Regions from separate parts of the Mus musculus genome. Here region 1 is linked to region 2. The links are chromatin contacts, called in public HiChIP or PLAC-seq maps. All regions are on one chromosome and are shown on one strand. The core of a region is the stretch at or near the end of the contact, and the rest is flanking DNA. Distances in the headings are between cores, read along the strand shown.

Region 1 (4,196 bases), core at 159-2,658, 250 kb after region 2:
GTGAGGGGGGTAACCCCTGCCCCCTCTTCACTCCACTCCCCAATTACCTGGTCTTTTGCAAAATATTTTAGCCAGGAAAAAAAAAAAAAAAAAAAAAAAAAAAGACCGGAAACCACTGACACAGACAGCCCAAAGCCGGGCTGACTAAGGGTGGCAGGGCTGGGCCAGATAAGTCCACACCACCTCTCCCTTTCTGGGGATGGGGGCCAGGACCTTAAAGTCCTCCCAACCACTACACACCCTCTCAGCCCTGGCTGGGAGGGAGCAAAGGATAGAAAAAACGGACCTGGAGCTGCTCCAGGGAGAGAGGGGCTGGACAGAAAGGATTATGGGGGAGGGGTCCCGTTGTAGGGGTGCCCCCTACCCCAGATCACCACGGGCGCTGCACAGTCACAGGTACGCAGTCACGGTCACAGACACAACCCGAGAGCACCCCCACCCTACCCCACCCCTGCCCACCCCTGGCTTCCCCTACCCTGATATGCCCTCCCCTCGCCCCTACCCACCCCATCCCCATGTTGGGGAACAAAGCAATAAATTACAAGGCCCCTCTCTAGTCACCTCCTGTTCCAATCCTTCTCCCTCTACCCCATGATCGTAAGGGGAAGGACCCAGGCTCTCGGCTCCCCCTGGCTCTTTAGCTTCCATTCATAAGATAGGTAGAGGGGGGATATCTGATTTCCACTCCTCATGGTCCCTTTCACGGAAAGGGTTGGGGACCCCTCCACCTCCATGGGCAGCAGGGGTCCTGCCCCTCGCTGCCCTCCCCCCTCACTGGGCAGTGAGATTAGCATGGAAGGGGTGGGGTCCCCAAGTTGGTCCCAAATCTCAGGGCTAGTCTTCCACGTACTAACCCCTCCCTCTGGCGTGGAGTTGCCCCAGGAGCCAGCCTGGGATTCGGCTCCCGCCACCCGATTGTAGAACGCAGGCAGGATTGGATCTTTTCCCCGCCCCTAGGGGGGGCACAAGCCAGCAAGTCCAAACACCTTGGAGCCCGGAACAGCTGCAAGGGAGTGCCCACCTACAAACACCCAGCAGGTAGACCCAGGGCAATCCAAGTAAGAAAGCTGTGAAGTAGGGGCGTGATGAGCTAGGGTCTCCATGCCTCACTGGGGAGAGGGAGGTGAGTTTGTGTCTCCTGGGAGGCGTGCGGGGCTGTGCCCTCGTGGGGGTAGAAAGTGCTCCCGTGGGGCGGGGTGCGGACTGGAGAGGTGAGTGGGTGCATCTGTCCAACGGTCCACCCGGTGTAGTCGTGCCCGGCCCGCGCGGGGGTGGGGGGTGTCTCTCCCGCTGCTGGGCAACTATACCAGCGCGATCGTGGTGTCCACGCGGCCCAAGCTGGCAGCACTGCTCCGGCGCCTCGGGCTGGGCGTGGCGGTAATGCTGGGGGTGGTGGCCGCGCTGGGCGTGGTGGCCGTGCTGCCGCCCTCTCCCGGGCAGCCGTGCTGGAGAAGGATGTCTGCACACAGCTGGCTGCCAGCCTGGCGGGCATAGAACAGTGCCGTGCGGCCTTGCGCATCGCGGGCCGCCACGTCTGCGCCATACTGCAGGAGGAAAAGGTCGTGTGACCACACACCATCCAGGGGACCTCCACCCACATGTTGCCCACCCGACACCTCCAAGCCCACCTCCAGGCTCCCTTTCCCTACCTCTCCGCTCACGTACCCACAACAGCAGCTGTGTAATGACAACGTGGGCGAGCTCGGCCGCCAAGTGCAGCGGCGAGCGGAGCTGCGGGTCCTCCACGCTGGTGTCGAGCGGCCCATGTCGCGCGTGGGCCAGAAGCAGCAGAACGGCGGCCACGTCCTGGGCCTCCACAGCGGCCCACAGTTGGCGGCCCAGCGGCTCCTCCGTGGTGCCCAGAGGCGCCAGGAACAGCAGCTGCTCATACTTGGCGCGAATCCACGACTCACGCTCCTCCCTGCAGCACCAGGGACCAAGGAAAAGAGTTATAAGGGACCTCTTATCCGGACCTCCCAGGAATCGTACACCCTCACGCTGATCCTCGATCCTTACCGCGAAGAGTCCCGTGTAGGCTTGGCACGGCCTCGAGTGTCGCTCTCCCACACGCGGTTGGCTGTGTCGTTGCCAATGGCCGTCAGCACCAGGGTCAGCTCCCGCGGCCAGTCATCCAAATCCAGTGAACGCACTCGGGACAGGTGTGTGCCCAGGTTCCGGTGGATGCCAGAACACTCGATGCAGATGAGTGCGCCCAGATTCAAACTGGCCCACGTGGGGTCTGAGACAGGATGCAACAGTAAGACAAACACCCCACCATTCAACGAACTGCAGCTAACTCCGTACTCTGGGACCCCACCCTCCAATTCCCTCAGCGGTGCCCTTGCACTTACTGGGAGCTCCACAGTCCACACAGGTCGAGTTTCCCTTTGCGTTGCGGATCGCCTGGATGGCCACAGCTTCGCTTTGGCTGTCAGTGCGCAGCTGCAGAGGAGTTGAAGTTAGCTCTGGCACAGCGTACCTCTGACCCTCCCCCCAGCCTCTCCTGCTAGCCTCCATCCATAGCATCAAATCGGTTACCTTGACCTTGCTGCTCTCACAGCACTGCAGACTGGCCAGGATCTGACTCTCAATGGCCTGAACCCAAGCATCCCGCTCCTCAAAGCTGGCTGCCTCAAAGTGCCACGTCTGACCAGTGCTGGACACGATCAGGAACTCAAAGTTTTCCTCTGAGTGGGTGGATGGAGAGGTCATGAGGGGCAGAGTTCAAGCAGGAGGCCTTCCCCCAAACCCTTCCTCCCTGATGTCCTTGGAGCCCTTAGGAGGGGGACAGTAGAAGGAAGGGGGAGCAGAGGGTGGGAAATAGCAGGAAGCCCGAGCACATGCAGGGAGAGGCAGGGCCCCCCACCCCTCTGCACCCCAGCTGAGCACCCCTCCCGGCTCCCACTTGTTACCTGCTTTATAAATATTTCTTAAACTACCAAAGGATTTTAGTTTCCACATTTTGCGCTTGGCTGGTTTCCCGAAGCGAAGAAGATAGAGACAGAATGAAGAGCAAACAGAAAGAGAGAGAGACCAAGAAGAGAAGGAGGCAGATGGAGAGAGAGACAGACAGACAGTGACAGAGAGTGCCAGAGACAAAGCAGGACAGACAGATGGGGAGAGAAAGCAGAACTGAAGTCAGTGGCCCCGGAGCAGAGTGGAGCGGAAGCCAAGAGCCGTGAGAATAGGCAGGTCTGGAACCTGGGTCCAAGCACCCGGAGGAGGACAGGGCAGGGGGGCAGGGACTGTGACCAGAGAGAAACGTGCTCTCAGTGGGGAAAGGGGTGTCAGAATTTGTGTGGACAGTAGGAAAGGGGGCAAGAGGCTGGGATCGGGACCCTGGGACTTAGAAGTCAGCAGAACAGGGATAGCGGTTGGGGGAGGGGCTTAGGGATCAGTGATGAAGGGCTCTTGGAGGAACCTGCCATTCATAGGTGAGAATGAGAGTAGGGATTGGGGGAGTCAGTAGGGACACTGAGTTCAGGGGCTGCAGAACTAGATGTGGGTGCAGAGGATGGGGTCAGAAGTGTAGACACGGGCAGGGACTAGAGGTCAGGAAAAGAACAGGGCTGGGGACTGGACGGACAAGAGCTGGTTGCTGTCCATCCATCTTTCCACACAGTTATGTGCAGAGGTAATGAGAGTCAAGCACCCAGCTCAGGACTTATCCTGCTCTGCAGGAGCTAGGTCAGGGGTTCGGGTACAGGGGAGGAGGGGGGCCAGAGTGGTAGTGGAACTACCCACCACAGCCTCACCTTCAGCTTGCACAGCCGAGCCTTCAGTCTTAGAAGGCGTGGACAGTTTCTTCCTCCTCTGCTTCTTCACCATGGGCGAAGGTGGGGGTTCCCGACTCAGGGGACTCAGATCTCCAGATGGGGTACAGTCTTAGGAAGGGGGACATGGTGCCTCAGTTGCCCTTCCATAGACTCCCCTATAGTTTGTATCCTGCCCTGAACTAACTGGCATTTTAGGGTATCCCTCCCCAGCTGTCTCTATCTAAGAGGCCTCCCTGGATCATTCCCAAAAAGGCGGGCAGGTGACTGAGCACTTCGAAATTAGATCTGTACTCAGTGATCAAGCATGCTGCTCACTAGCCTCCAACCCTGAGCAAGTTAATCTGAGCCTCGGTTTTTCACTACTAAAATATGGATAATAATCTTGACCGGATACATTGTTGCAAGGAACATTTATCAGTG
Region 2 (3,881 bases), core at 1,058-3,557:
CCTCAGACACCAGAAATGCACGCAGTATACATACATGTATACATACATGCAAGACATTTCTACATATCAAGTAAATACATAATAAAAACTAATTTTATAAAAATTACATATACGGCTGAAGAGATGGCTCAGCAGTTAAGAGCACTGACTGCTCTTCTAAAGGTCCTGAGTTCAATTCCCAGCAACCACATGGTGGCTCACAACCATCTGTAATGGGATCTGATGCCCTCTTCTGGAGTGTCAGAAGACAGCTACAGTGTACTCATAAATAAAAATTACATATATATCTCAAAACAGGGTTTCTCTGTGAAGCCCTGGCTGTCCTGGAACTCACTCTGTAGACCAGACAGACTCAGAGATCTGCCTGCCTCTGCCTCCCGAGTGCTGGGGTTAAAGGCGTGCGCCAGACAGCCTGGAAATAAAACAGTTAATTTTAAGTGAATACAGGAGAAAGCAGTCTTGTGGTTTGTGCTTGTCACCGAAGCACTGGGGAGGCTGAGGCCTGGACAGCTGTGAGCCTGAGCTCAGCCTGGGCTCCTGAGTAAACTCTGGGTCAGCCTGGACTACTGAGTAACAGTCTGTCATCAAAACACAAAAGCATTTCCCTTTCCGCAGAACTCAAAAGGCTCCAAAACTGTCAGTCTGTGTAAGACAAGTCACATGACACGTGTAGAACTCTTTCTCTGTGGTTACTGGTCTGGCCTGGCTGTGGGTACCTTGTAAATTTCATGGATGTAACTTGTCAGTTATATGGAGTGTTGTCCCTTATCTGTTTCTACTGTGACTCCTTGCACTTGTTAGGTCTCATATGTGTCCCTGTCTTCATCTTAATTTTTTTTTTTTTTTTTTTTGGAGACAGGGTTTCTCTGTGTAGCCCTGGCTGTCCTGGAACTCACTCTGTAGACCAGGCTGGCCTCGAACTCAGAAATCCGCCTGCCTCTGCCTCCCGAGTGCTGGGATTAAAGGTGTATGCCACCACTGCTTGGCCCATCTTAATTTAAAAACAAAAAACAAACAAACAAAAAACACTTACTTTGCAGAGCCAAGAAGGTGGTTTAAAAACAGCGCTATGGCCTGAGAGATCTGTTTAAGGGAAGACTCTCTCTCCCCACCCCGCCATGCTTTTGAGTCTTTCTCAGGTGGGAAACTGAAATAGAGGCCCTCTCTCTGTGTCCAGTCACCATGGTAACACAGATTCAAAGAGACAGGGTACTCCCCTATCACGAACTACCCAAGGGGCTCGCAATCTTCCCTGGCGTGCCCTTCTGTTTCTTTGAGCTCACGCAGCTCCCTGGGCATCCGATTGGGCTTTGGGGACAGGAACCTGTCAAATTTCCTTAAGTTCGCCAGTGCAATCATTTCCACTCCGAGGGGTGCCATGTGCTAGGACGACCAGCAGAGGGCGCGAAAAGCCTTAAAGAGAGAGGTGTGGAGGTGGCAACTGCGTCCAGAATTTGGAGATGGAGAACGGAGTTTCTCCAGAGAGGTACTCTACACAGAGCACCACTGTCCTCAGTGATCTGTGAATGCACATTCTGCACTTAGAACTCTAGCCCGTGTTCTTCCTTCATGTTCCATAGGTCGCACCCCCTCCCCTCCTCTACATCAGTCAACCCAACTTCTTTCTCCCAAACCCCAACTCTCCAAATGCTCCACGTTCCATCCAAAGAGTGAGGCTGGCCTACAGACCACGACATGGGGAAAGCTCAGTTACGACCAATGAAGCCGAAGACCGAGGCTTCTGGTTTAACTTTCTGGGTGAGCTTTCCCCCCTCCCTCTCCCGCCGCGCAATATTTTCCTCAATGTTTTCCTGGCTCTGGTTCAGAGCCTCTTCGTGGACAGCCGATCCAGGGATCCGCGCCGGGATTTACTGTCCACCAAGAGCAGCGTGTTCGGGCGGGGGGGGGGGTAGTAGGCAGTATAGGGTCCCTCAAGGGAGGGGGAGGATCCTGGGGGTCCTGGGGGTGCCATAAGCCCGGCACCCCCTCTCTAGCTTCTATCCACCCAGCTCATCTTCTAGAACGGTCCGAAGGAAGGATATACGAGGGAAGTGAGCGGGAAGAGCCGTAGCGTGCGGGTGGCAACAGCGAGAAAAAGTTTTTGCAAAGGGGAAAAAAAAAGTTTGCGCTTCTCGCGGGTGGTCCCGGCTCGAGGCCCGGCGGGCTGGGCCGGCGGGAGGGCTGGGGGCCAGGTTGGGAGGGTGGGGTGGCACTGAAGCTGCGCTGCAGTGGCCCTGTGACCCCCCTCCCCGCCACACACCTCCCCCCCCCCCCAGCCCAGTTTCCAGCCCTGGACCACGCATCCCGAGCACCGCGCCCCGACGGAGGTGAGAGGGGGGCAGGCGGGAGACCACCTGGGAGCGATGGGGGAGGGGCTGAGGAGATGCTCTGACGCCTAGGGACTCACCCTATCCCAGAAGGAGACCTGGGGCTCAGAGGCAATATGGGGTTGGGAGAGTTTGGGGAGAGCAATTAGGAAGTTTGGGTGTTTTCTTGTTTTGCTTTAATTTGTGCCTTCTTTTCTCTGCATCCCCTTCTTTTTTTCTGACAATCTGTGTCTGTCCCAGGTCTCTTTGTCCGCGCCTCTCCCACATACTAGAAATCTCTCCCTTTCTTGAGGTTGGGATGAAGAAGCAGTTGGGACGGCCAGCTGGAGGTCTGCGTGGTAGAGGGAACTCCAGGTGCGTCTCTGAGCGCCGTTGGAAGACGTCAGTGTTTCTAAGACGGGACCCACCGCAAAAGAAGGGAGCGCTCAGTGGGGTGGGAGTAGCGGTGTGCCAGGCAACAGAACCCCTGAGGGCCGGGCTGGGATTGGACTCCTGACCTGTGGCTGTGACAGATGTGCACATGGGGTTTAGGGGCAAAGGAGTGGGTTTGGACTCGGGAGGAGGCTGGGTGGGTTTCCTAACATGCGGTGTAGGCCGTAGAAAATCCCTAGGAATTCTGGACTTCTGAGTTCCCAAAGACTGTGGGCAGGGCCCCCGAGGAAGAGGAAGAGCTGGGGAGACCTTGTTTTGACCCTCTGACCTCAGGACCACCGGGGCAGCTGAAGCCAGGCGCCGGGAGACCCCTACTGGGGCAGAGCGGGACCACTGGCTACTGCCAGCTTGTGTATCCCTGTTGGCCCCCCGCCCAAGCGGGATCTGGGGACCGAGGCCCCTCCTCTGGCTCAGACCACCCTGCCTGCCCTTGCTCCCCGCTCTGAATCCTCTTTCAGGCCCCATGACCCTGAAACAATCAACCCAGGACAGTTAGCTTTGGGAACAGCATCAAGGAAAGGAAACTCCGTAGAGGCCGAGGGTTTGGGGCATCCGGAGAACCAGGGACTTTATGGTATAGGTCTTTCCTTCCAGTACGGGGAGAAAAGATGGGCAGTTTTCTTCTGGGAAGAAAGTTCGTGAACGCGGGTGATTTACCCTAGGGGGGCGGGGTTCAGAAGGACCCCCCTCCATTATCTCTCTGGGCATCCCCGCCGGACAGACGTCTCCGACTCACTCTTGACGTCACTAGGGGGTTCCCGGGGGTCTATAGGGGTTAACCCTTAGGAAGCCGGCGGAGATACCCAGGAATCCAAGGTGTCCTCTCCGCGCACACCTTATTTACACAGGCACTTCTTTCTCTTAGTTTCTGGTTTCTTTTTTCCCACTCCACTATAGGGACCCCACTTTCCAATAGTGCCTCCCCCCCCCCCCCGGGCGCTACTGCCTGCTTTCAGGATGCGCTGAGAGAGGGAAGAATGTTCCACCCTTCACCCCCCCCCTCGCTTTTCTGGGCTCCCCAGGCGGGCGGGGAAGCTGAGCCGTCTGCAGCCAGAGCCTGCGGCGGCGACTTGGGTGGGCCGAGAAGGCACGGGGGCGGGGAAGGCGGGACCGGGAAAAGGG

What was found. HiChIP or PLAC-seq counts read pairs in DNA pulled down with a chosen protein or histone mark.
Region 1: a contact with region 2 is called in an HNF4G HiChIP or PLAC-seq map of pancreatic cancer cells. The contact joins the enhancer-like site here to the promoter of Gli1 in region 2. A contact is called at or near these places in 1 of 484 Hi-C or Micro-C datasets (differentiating embryonic stem cells), 5 of 115 datasets of contacts at active chromatin or transcription factors (embryonic stem cells, memory CD8 T cells and pancreatic cancer cells) and 1 of 9 other capture datasets (liver).

What each region holds. Positions count from the first base shown.
Region 1 is chr10:127,088,918-127,093,113 of GRCm38.p6, reverse strand. Agap2 (ArfGAP with GTPase domain, ankyrin repeat and PH domain 2) reads right to left here. Exons shown (of 19, transcript NM_001033263.5): 13 at 3,756-3,884; 14 at 2,913-2,972; 15 at 2,539-2,687; 16 at 2,352-2,442; 17 at 2,017-2,239; 18 at 1,666-1,921; 19 at 1-1,544. The coding sequence ends at 1,302. Among named protein-coding and RNA genes, the nearest start is that of Agap2, 12 kb to the right of the region's middle. Within about 2 kb of position 1,408, at least 45 of the 459 cell types and tissues checked have an H3K27ac peak or open chromatin away from gene starts, as enhancers often do. A contact at or near this core is called in pancreatic cancer cells, where this site is marked.
Region 2 is chr10:127,340,005-127,343,885 of GRCm38.p6, reverse strand. It overlaps Gli1 (GLI-Kruppel family member GLI1), which reads left to right and starts at 2,307. Exons shown (of 13, transcript NM_010296.2): 1 at 2,307-2,327; 2 at 2,568-2,681.